Regions from separate parts of the Mus musculus genome. Here region 2 is linked to region 1. Evidence: chromatin contacts called from public HiChIP or PLAC-seq data. All regions are on one chromosome and are shown on one strand. Each heading gives the region's core, a stretch centred on a gene start, on an enhancer-like site or on the middle of the called end of the contact. The rest is flanking DNA. Distances are from core to core; before and after follow the strand shown. Region 1 overlaps Gm19585 (predicted gene, 19585). Region 2 has its middle 22 kb from the start of Gm41600.

Region 1 (5,145 bases), core at 486-2,985:
TGGTAGTGTGCTCCTCGGTGAGTTGTTCCTAAGCTAGAGGCCCACTGTTTTGTAAGCCGAAGCTAATTATGCTACCTGCTACTCTCTCCCTACAAGAGATGAGACACTCCACTAGAGATGTTTCATGTAGTATATTGTGAGCAAATTCTCTCTTATTTCTCAAGATTTGTTCTTAGTAGGGGCTAAGTGCTTGGTTAATGATGAAGATGTCTTTGCCTTTAGTTCTTTAGTTCCACTCACAAGTCTAAAAATATAACTTGGTTACTTTTCTCTCTTCAATCTTAACTGGTATGAATTAAGAATTTTTTAAAAAATATCTTTTATGAATTGACTATGGGGTTTAGCAGTACCAAGGGGTTTGAGAGTAGGTGCTAGGTGGGTGAATATGGTCAAAACATTTTATTATGTATTTGTAAAATAGTTAAAAGGTAAGTAAAATACATTCTAAAAAAGTATCTTAGATGTTCTTCTCACCAAGTTTTAGAATAGAAAGATATTATAAACTTTAATTATTTTTATTTACTGGTTGTAAGCTATAGGGTATTTTGCCTGTTCAGCTCCCTTGAGAAACATCTGGCTCTGTCTGGAGACTGTTAAAACTGATAGAACATACTGGTGTCTGACAAGCAGAAACCAGGAATGCTGTTAAGTAAACCCTATCACAAGAAGCATCCATCCCCCCAAGCCGACTGTGATGGGGTTAAGAAACTATTTTAGACTGGAGGAAGATAGAGCCCAAGAGGCTCAGTGACTATGGCTGGAGAATCTTGTGGTCTCACATGTTATAAAGATGATGCTGTGGAGACCGATATCATTTCATGGCACCCAGTTCCATAAAATATTAATAAATGCACATCCTGCTACCATTTGTATGCTCATTACAAACTCCTCTATTGGAATGTTAGTGTATGTGATTTCTGTTTTTCCCCCACACATCACTTTTCAGCCCTTCCTTACCTGCACTCCAAAACACAAATATATACATATATATATATATATATATATATATATATATATGTACACATGCATGCATGCATACACACATATACAAATTTTATCACTGTAAACATAAAACGGAGGGTTTCCACTGCATACGCAAAGGTAAGGACTTTCTTCTGGACACCTATTTCAAACCAGATCATTTCACTACAATTGTTTAAGAGATGTCTGTACAAAGATGCTTCCCTGTGTAGGTCCTGTTGATCTACAACTGGACCTGGATTGAAGTGTTCGCATGTAAGAATTGTGTCTTCATTCCAAGAGGGTTTTAGGGCCAATTGCAGAAATTGTTTATAGAAGGAAGAATGAGACTAGCAGAGGGTGTCTTGGTGAGCAAGCCACACAAATTCACAGGAAACAGTCTTCATCAGTTCTAGTATCTGTGGTTTTCTCGAATTCTTCTCAGATCTTATTCTGGGAAAAAAAAGTTACCAAGTCAATAGTATTAATGGACTTGACTTTTCTCTTTTTTAAAAAACAAAACAAAACAACCCCAGAAAAACCTGAGAGGACCCATTGTCATCACAGGCTGGAAATGGAGAGGAGAGTAGTGCTGAGAAGGAATCTGGTGGGACAGAGGAGGGGTGACAGATGGGCAGCGAAGTGGAAGGAGATGCAGAGGTTTCTGAGACTAAAAAAGCAACTGAAAATAGTGATCTCCTTTAAATATCATTAGTGAAACCACACAGTGATGTCACTTCTGATCACGCTGTGATGTGAGTTGCTGATGTGGAGATAACCAGCTTCCTTTTGCGCATTCACAGGCTGTCTGCAGTGGAAAAGACCTTCAAGTTGACTGTGAGTGGGTGCGACTCATCAAGAAAAATAACCTCACCACCACAACAACACATGATGGGAGAGACCGAAACTTCTTTGGGAGAACATAAGGGGAAAAAAAAAAGAAAAAGTGAAGTCTAAATATTATTAAACACATGAAAGCAGAGTCATTTACTTATTAGGAAGGCGCTCATTCACACACAGGTAGACTTGTGGTCCCTTAGAAGTACGTAAACACAACCCGTCAGTCCACCACAGTCAACATCAGAATTTCTTGGGAAATGCCTCATGAAAGAGTTTTTAAAGAATAATATGACTGTGGATCTGTCAAATAATTTCCCAAAAGCCATGAAAGATGAGTTGCTCTGCTCTGTTATGCATTTCCTTCCCTTGCACGGGCACTCACAGCTTGCCAAATTTAGTCTGAGATCTGAACAGAGAGAAAACATGAACTCTTTCAACTGAAGTTCGGCTTCCTGTTTCTACATGGCCTCTCATACTCTGGGCCATTCTGCAGATCTACCCAGGTGTGTTTCCTGGACACTTGATAAAAATCATTCTCACATCAAAGTTGACCAAAAATGATTGATGATAAGTAGTTAAGGGTTTATAAATGCCAGACTATGGGAGATGATTGTAAAATAAATAGATATAAATAAATAAATAAACAAATAAATGTAAGCCCTCCAGTCTACTTCTATGTTCATTTATTCTTCTGTTTATAGCAGTCTGAGGCTACTCGAGGCTTAAAACAAAATATTGACATACAGATGTCATGTTGGGACATACATGTCCAGGTGACCTATTGTGAGTTGTGGATTACTTCATCCCCTTTCTGTATCTCAGCATCATTTTATCCGAACTGGAGTAGAAGACCTGCTCAAGACCGAAAGTGTCTTCAGACTCTCTTCAGGATTGCTGGGTTGACTGGAGCAGCATCTTATATACCTCAGCCACCCATCTCATAGGCCTCCATATGCATTTGTTAAAGACCACATACTCTGGACCAGCAAGATGGCTCAGTGGGTAACAGAACTTGCTAACAAAGCTGACAGCATGATCTTGATCCCTTCTCCCACCATGTGGTCCACTCTGGTTGTCCACAGTCCTCCATTGTGCATACTGTGGTATGCCTCCACACACAGTAAATAAATGAATAGAGTAAAATGTTTTAAAGAATTAATTTATTCTGTGTCCAACCTTGGAGTTTTTAAAACCTACAAAAATGGAACACAAAAAGCTATGTATTAACCGGTTTTGTTCCAGTCACTCTTCCCTATCTGGGGCCAAGTGTAAAATATTAAAAGGAAAAACAGACTAGTGATTACTGTACAGATTAAATAACAGAGAAGAGTGAGTACAATGGCATAGGCACACATTTGAGATGACAGAAGTTTTTTTGGAGGAAGAAAAGAATTATACTACAAAGATGGTCTTGTCCATACTTGCTGTTTCTACATTTTATTCTTTATGTACTTGGCTAGTTTCTCCCTATTCCAACATTTCTTTTTCTGTTTCCATTTAGTGTGGTCTTAAACCTCTGCCAGAGAAAGTGGCAAGGCATAGACTTCAAATATGCTCTTCAAAGTTACTTAGCATCCCGGGAGCATGGAGGAGTAAGTGCCTGCTGTGCAAGTGTGAAGGCAGGAGTTCGAGTCCCCGGCACCCGTGTAAAAGTCAGGTGTAAAGGCAGTCCTCTGAAATTCCAGTTGCAACAGGGGCCAAGACAGGTGCATCCTTGGGTTTATTGGCCAGCCAGTCTAAAATGGCAAGCAAGCCACAGATTCACCGAGGGACTCTATCAAGAAATAAGATGAATAGAAATAGAAGATGCCAGAGGAGGATCCCATTAATGTGGGTGTGTATACCACCCCTGTATATACCCCTGTCACATAATGTATACCCTGCAAACACCACACACACACACACACACACACACACACACACACACACACACACACAAATAAAAGGTAAGAAAGAGAGAACTTTCAAAACATAACATTTTAAAATGTGATCCATCTTGACCTATTAATGCATCCAGGCACTGCCTAGTTTGTGTTTTCTATTTTGTTATGTTAGAAAATTAAAATTGGGGTTTGGGGGTGGGGGGAAACAGAGAATTATTTTTGAGATCTCAACTCACACTCTTCATCTTGGTCGTTTTTTATGTGTTATTATTTATCTTTTTTTTTTTAAGGAGAAGATTATGCTGGCTAATTTTATTTGTTATTATTTACTTTTTTTGGAGAGGCATACACAGATCATAGGACTCACTTAAACACAAAGGAGAAATATCTATGGTCTCTTCACTGTCCTTCCTTGATTGAAGGACATGAATTACTATTTTCCATGCCACCATAAGAAAGTGCAGGGTATTTTTATTAGCATTTCAATGGATTGAATATTCTTCAAATTGCTTCTAATGAAAAATAAATAAAACTTTCACTGTCCGCAAATTCCAGTCACAATGCAATCTTGAATATGCTCTCAACTTAATTTTTAACACGAGAGAGAAATAATGGTTTGGAGGCTATTATGTAGACTAGGCATCAGTTTCCTTGACTTCTGGGCCCACATTTAATTTCCAGCCTGTTAGGATTAAAACCTGAAATTATGTTGTTATTTTAGTTTAGAATTCTTAGTATTCTCATAATCATCATTAGCAAGAATCTTGCTTTGTTCAGAGTTACTGTTACAATCAGCAGTAATGATAGCCATTATTATTAACAATGCAGGACGGACAACACAGTTGGGACTGCATCTGTGGCAGTGTGAACATCATCGTAGAGTATATGCCTTTCGATGTCTAAAACTGTGTGCACAGCTAGTGGGCTCAACACCATTCAGATCATCTCATAGCCTTGGCATAAAGAAACCTAGGCACCATCAGGACACAGAATTTCGGGGCCATTTGGGGGACTGGATGTACAGTCTCTTGCAGGCTGCTCCTGTGCTCTACCACTGTGTCTCATACCCAGACCTTTTTTTAAAAAAAGTTTGAGGTAGGATCTTTTGCTAAGTTGCCCAGCCTCAAACTCCCTCTGTAGTCTTTGAATTCACAATTCTCTTATGCAGTTCCTAGTTACAGGGGATAACAGGAAGTGGTAGACCTGGCCATCCAGTGACTTGGTCTCACATCTTGAATGTGGATGTACCCGGAGATAGAAGATCAGGGTAGACTCAGAGCAGTCCTTGAGAGGTCATTATGGACAGGCCAATGGCAGGCTCAAGTGAGGTTTAGAGGAGAGAGAATCTCTAAAGAAAGAGCCGTCTGTTCCAGTGGGCCCTGTGAGCTTCTCCTTAGTTTTGAAACACTCCCTTGAGGTCTTTATGGAAGGAAACCAACGACTGTTGCCTCTGCTTTCCATT
Region 2 (5,542 bases), core at 1,134-3,633, 120 kb after region 1:
TATTAACCACACTTAAGAGTGGGTGCTATGTCCAGCATCTGATGAGCAACACAAAAGAAACTCAATGGTAGAGGGTTTTTGTTGTTGTTGTTGTTTTTGTTTGATTGTTTGTTTTGGTTTTTTTTTGTCTCATATTTTTTGATTTGGACAAGTCTCACTAATCTTTTTTTTTTTTTTAAATGTTATGGCTTCCAGTTTTGTGTTTCTATATCTTTTGTTGTGTGTGTTTCTTGTGTGTTGTTTTTTCCATTTTTACTATTCTAGTTTGGTTTTTATTTTACTTTCTGCTTTTTTAAAGAGTGAGAGAAAGGAAGGGCATTGAGTTGGATGGGTGGGGAAATTGGAAGGATCTGAGAGACGTTGGGGGAGGGGAAACTGTGGCCAGAATATATTGTCTGACTAGCTCCTTTGACGAAATGATGTTGCAGCTCTCTTGTCAGAGTCATTAGGTCAAAGGCTTGTAGTTAGGACAAGTGACATACTTTTTTTTTTTAATAAAGGAGGAAGAATCATAACTGCAGTACATAGTAGGTGTGATATATATGTGTGTTCACTTGTGTGTGTGGGGGGCACATGCATGTGTGAATACTTGGGCATGAGTTGTATATGTATGTGTGCCTGCATGTAAATGTAAGTGTGTGGTGCCTAAAATCATACAGATTTTTTTAGTAGGATACCACACATCAACAACTCATTTTTAGAATGATGTTGACACTATTCTATCTTTCCCAGAAAATTAAGGTTTTTTAATCTGATACACTTGGCAGCATGGTGAACTCTGCTTGCCAATAGTAACATCGAGGTATTCAAGGTCTTATAGCTAGTGAGTGCAAAGCCAAAAACTCTAAAAGAAGTCCGTCTTTCTTGAAAGATACCCTCATAATAACCACACTCTGCATACCCTAAGTTGGTCAGCAACCCCTTGTAACATAGCAAGTACACGCACACATGTGAGCAATATACTTTTCCCTCTGAAAAATATCAAAGAGTAATTTCTGGGGATATCTCCAAACCTATGCTGTCTTATAAGCAACTAAGTCCCATGCAACTATGTAAACTAATTTATCAAAACTAAGTAGCATTGAAAGTCACATGTCCAGTGGCTGAACTGATGAGTGGCTATGCATATTAAACAACTCAGATAGAGAACATTTCTGCTATTGCAGAATGTTCTGTGGGGATGTGCAATGCTTCAGCTTCCAGCCGATATTCTACACAAGGCTGGTGAGATCTCAAGCAGTATGCTCACTCAGTTCAGATTCCACTATTTAAATATAACACCTTCTTCCTTAAGCCATATCTGCTTTAGCTCAGATACAGTAGGGACTAACCCCACATACTTTCATTGACTTAGCATTTTTCTGGAGTATCTATTATTTGATTGGCATTCTGCAGAAGGATCAGGATAATAAATTCAGAGCTTTCCATATGAGTAGATCATAGACAAATGCTAGAGATACAGAAAGTGATAATATCTTTAGCATGCAGAAAGGGTAGCAACACAAGCCATTGCTGTGGGAGTAGGAGTGTCAAGAAATAGTGGCCAGTGCTACCATGCTGTTTCACCTGGTTAGTACTCTATTCTGAATAGTCCAACTGAACCAATCTGTAAGAAATTACCCCATGGGAGTTCCCCTGACAGTTGGCAATTTAGTTGCTGTCCTTGGACTTAACTCTTCTCTTTTACCCCTCCCCACTTTACAGTGTAAGATACCTTCTTGTAATCTGCCCCAGAGACGTGGAAAGTCAAATACAGACTTAGATTGGACTAGCCTCCCACTTGTCCCCAATAAATCATTTGAAATTAAGAGCACTTCCATTTGGAGTGGAGTAACGTGGGAATGCTGGAGGGCAAATGCCAGGCTGCATGGGGAAATGGAAGCCCTGGCCTACAGGCAAGGATGGAGTGTCACACTGTTCTGCATTAAGATGCCACTTTTGTTAGGAGGAGATTAAGCAATCTTTAGCCAGAGTCTACGTGTGTTGGCTTGTGGCTTTAAATAAATAATTTCTAGCTCAACATTTTCAGTCTCTCTTGTCTAGTTAGAGTTGCAAAGGGGAAAATCAAATGGCAGTGTTGTACCATCGAATTACCCCAAGGAATGATCTTAATATTTGACTTGCAAACTCTGATTAATACTGCATAGGTAATGCTTTTTATAGAAGGCACGGGTAGTGATCCACATGTTGTTTGGGGAAAGTGGAAGACAATTACACAGACAAGGAATCTGGAGTTCATCCTAGGGAATCGAAGAGCTGCACAGTGGATACCTGAGCATTCTCAAAGCCTTCTCTTGGGAGGAGGGAGCCACCAGCAGCATGGAGAAGAAGAATGATACCATTGTTTGGGGAAGGCTGTCAGGTGGGAGTATTTCCTCCATCACATCATGGTGTCTGCTTAGACTCAGGCACCAACTCTGAGGCTCATTTGCATATAAAGCATCTGGAATAAGCAAAACTAATTTGAATCTTCTTTTATAAAATGTTAGCTGGATTAAAGGATCAGGTAGCTGGTTCCTTTACAAGATTCACTGGAGGGAAGTCAGATAGAGAATGAGATAAAATCATTAGGCTGGTCCCACACTGGAAACAGTTCCCATGTAAATCCCGTCTCTAAAAAGTGTATGGGTGGGGGAGTTGCAGCTCTGTTTCATTCCCTCTAAACTCGGTGAGTTTCACAGCCCTGCACCCTTTAACTGCAGGCACACCTGCAACACTCTTATCTTACCCAAATTTCTTTGTTCTTCTGTTCTTCAGCATTACCACAAGATGTGGGAAGCCCTATAAGATGCCCTACTTTAAACACCTGTCTCTGTCACTGCCACAGTTTCTACTGGAGACCCAGAGGTAGCTTCTTGTACATCCGTATCATGATGTTGAAAAGAACTTCAGGCTGTGATAGCCATGGCATTGTTCATGTATGCAAGAGACAAGTCACTTCCAAGTTAGTCTTCAAAAATTCATAACGAGCTACAAATGCACAGCTGGGAGAAATCACAAGACTCTGTAATGAATTCCAATTCCTTCATTTAAGAGGAAAGGACACTAAAAGCGAAGGAGGTGGAGACTTCTGCAGGCATGAAATTAAAGACTGAGCCCGGCCAAGAATACAAACCTTCTTTTGTCTGGCTCATACTCTGCACTTTAGAATGGCATCTCAGTCCATTTATTTAACTTATTGACTTATTCAACAAGTCAATGCTGAGAAGCCACGAGAATCTCTGCATTCAAGCTCCAAGGGAAGACAAAGATGATGAGTTCACAGTTATTTTTTCCAAAGAGTTTATAACCAAATAAAAGAAATCACAATATGAATAGAAAAACAAGAGAAATAAAAATATGATGGGTGAGTCTGCAGTGATGGCCCAGAAGTGCCCAAGACTCAATGCTGGACTGTCTATAAGCCCAACTCCAAGGGATGCGACACTTCCTTCTAGCCTCTTGGTACCTGTATGCACATGTGCACACTCTGACATAAAACACGACTCATAATGGAAAATAAATCTTTAAAATAATGTTAGTAGCCAGAAGTAGAAGATGGACAGAGCTCTGGGGCTTATAGGACATTTTATAAAAATGAAGTAGGCTCTTAATTAGGATGCTCAGTGATTTTTAAGTACTGTTTGTGCTCATCAGACCATGCCTTTCAGAACTAAATGAATCCACTGGCCTTCCGTGGTAGGTGGTGATGTGTTTTCACCCAAGGCCTTGCTCCAACTGTCTGTACCACTGAAGGATAGTGCATAGAGATTTGGTGATTTTTTCTATTTCTTTCCACCCCTGTCACTGGTTAAATTTCCAAGATCTTCATGACCATTTTGCTAATACCACCCAAGAAGCTGAGTGTCTGAATAAGATTTATTTAATGTTTTTTTTCTGAGAATTTTTATCCTGAGTGGGTATTGGAGTTGGTTAAGTGGTTTTCCTGCTTCTGTTGAGATGATCTGATCAAATGGTTTCATTTTTTATTTTGTTAATATGACGAATTGGTGTTGACTGGTTTTTTTAATGTAAACCCCATAGAAAAGAGTAAGCTTTCCACAGCATTTTTGTTCATCATTTTCTTTTTCTCATGTCTCTTTCTTCCTTCATTGCTTCTTTTCATTTTCCTCCTTTGTTGTCCCGGACTCTCCCACCTAGTGTATGGCTTCTTTGTTACAGGGGTGGCATCTCTATGGAATATTGTCTTCCTTTTTTCCCTTCAGACATTCGGATTGTCATTTTTTTTCTGAGATCTGTTTCCTTCCTTCCTTCCTTCCTTCCTTCCTTCCTTCCTTCCTTCCTTCCTTCCTTCCTTCCTTCCTTCCTTCTCTCTCTCTCTTTCTTTTTCTTTTTTTTTTTGAGACAGGGTTTCTCTGTATAGCTCTGACTGTCCTGGAACTCACTTTTTAGACCAGGATGGCCTTGAACTCAGAAATCCACCTGCCTCTGCCTCCCAAGTGCTGAGATTAAAGGCATGCACCACCACTGCCCAGGTCCTTCCTTCCTTCTTTCCCTTCTCTCCTTTCTTTTCTTTCTTCCCTTCATCTTGAACTTGTAACCCTCTTCCCTCAGTCTCTGGAATGTTAGTATTACAGCATCTGCTACCATATGTAGCTCAAAAGTCTGGTTCTCTTACTCTCTAGGTGGATTTGAGTTGTTTCCCTATCTTTGTATCACTTAGTAAAACTCATGTTTGTCCGTATATGTATATACATGTGTATATGTTTGAGTGCATGTTTATATGGGTGTATATGTGTGTGTATCTAGTATGGTTGGAGGCAACAATTGCCCAAGTGGGCTGTGTCATCCTGATATCATTGTTCTCTCTCCTTCATGCTGTTAGAATTCATGTTAGTTTTGGGGAAGGGAGATCCCATTTGACTTTCCTCTCAGGTCTGCCTGAAGATTTTAAAAGTGGTGAAAAACAGAGTTCTTTCGATATTAGCATGCCAGTCAGTCAGAGCTTCTGTTCTTAAGAGTTTTCTCTTCCTGGACTCCTGGTTACTTCTCTTTAAATGGAGTGAAGATGTATTAGGAGGGAAAACATTAGGGGAAATGTTTAGAATTTCTTAAAGATTTCCCTTCTTATATAGTATTTTTGGGGACTTGTAGCATTAGGGAGCAGACTAGGAGAGCTCATTAAACTCCACCAATCACCAGTCTCCTTGTCATTGACTAATACTTTATTTACATACTTGCAGTGCCAGGGATTGAGCCCAGGGCTTAATGCATGGTAAGCAAGTGTAGACTGCTGAGACTTGCCACCTCATCTTGTCTATTTGATTGATATGCAAGACTATGGTTTTACCCCTCTTCTCTCTGATGCATTTGGTCACCTGTTGCTCGTTGTCAACTTTACGTTGTTCAGTGCTGGCTTCTTTACATGCCATAGAACATTGTATTGTATTTAAAGACAGAAACATGCGCATTCAGGCAGGTCTTTCTCCTTCCACCATTCAAAGCTGTGCACATAACATACATCAACAAACACAAAAGGTGCTACAGGGAAATGTAGGTTCTTTCAAGCCTCAATTTAATAACTATAGTTTTGCTGACATCA

What was found. HiChIP or PLAC-seq counts read pairs in DNA pulled down with a chosen protein or histone mark.
Region 2: a contact with region 1 is called in an H3K4me3 HiChIP or PLAC-seq map of the SCID.adh cell line, with 10 read pairs. The contact joins two enhancer-like sites. A contact is called at or near these places in 1 of 484 Hi-C or Micro-C datasets (DN3 thymocytes) and 4 of 115 datasets of contacts at active chromatin or transcription factors (CD8 T cells, the SCID.adh cell line, double positive thymocytes and 1 more).

What each region holds. Positions count from the first base shown.
Region 1 is chr17:52,161,031-52,166,175 of GRCm38.p6, forward strand. Gm19585 (predicted gene, 19585) reads left to right here. Exons shown (of 4, transcript NR_155494.1): 4 at 1,764-2,456. Among named protein-coding and RNA genes, the nearest start is that of Gm19585, 14 kb to the left of the region's middle. Within about 2 kb of position 1,736, at least 81 of the 459 cell types and tissues checked have an H3K27ac peak or open chromatin away from gene starts, as enhancers often do. A contact at or near this core is called in the SCID.adh cell line and double positive thymocytes, where this site is marked.
Region 2 is chr17:52,279,733-52,285,274 of GRCm38.p6, forward strand. No RefSeq gene overlaps it. Among named protein-coding and RNA genes, the nearest start is that of Gm41600, 22 kb to the right of the region's middle. Within about 2 kb of position 2,384, at least 9 of the 459 cell types and tissues checked have an H3K27ac peak or open chromatin away from gene starts, as enhancers often do. A contact at or near this core is called in the SCID.adh cell line and double positive thymocytes, where this site is marked.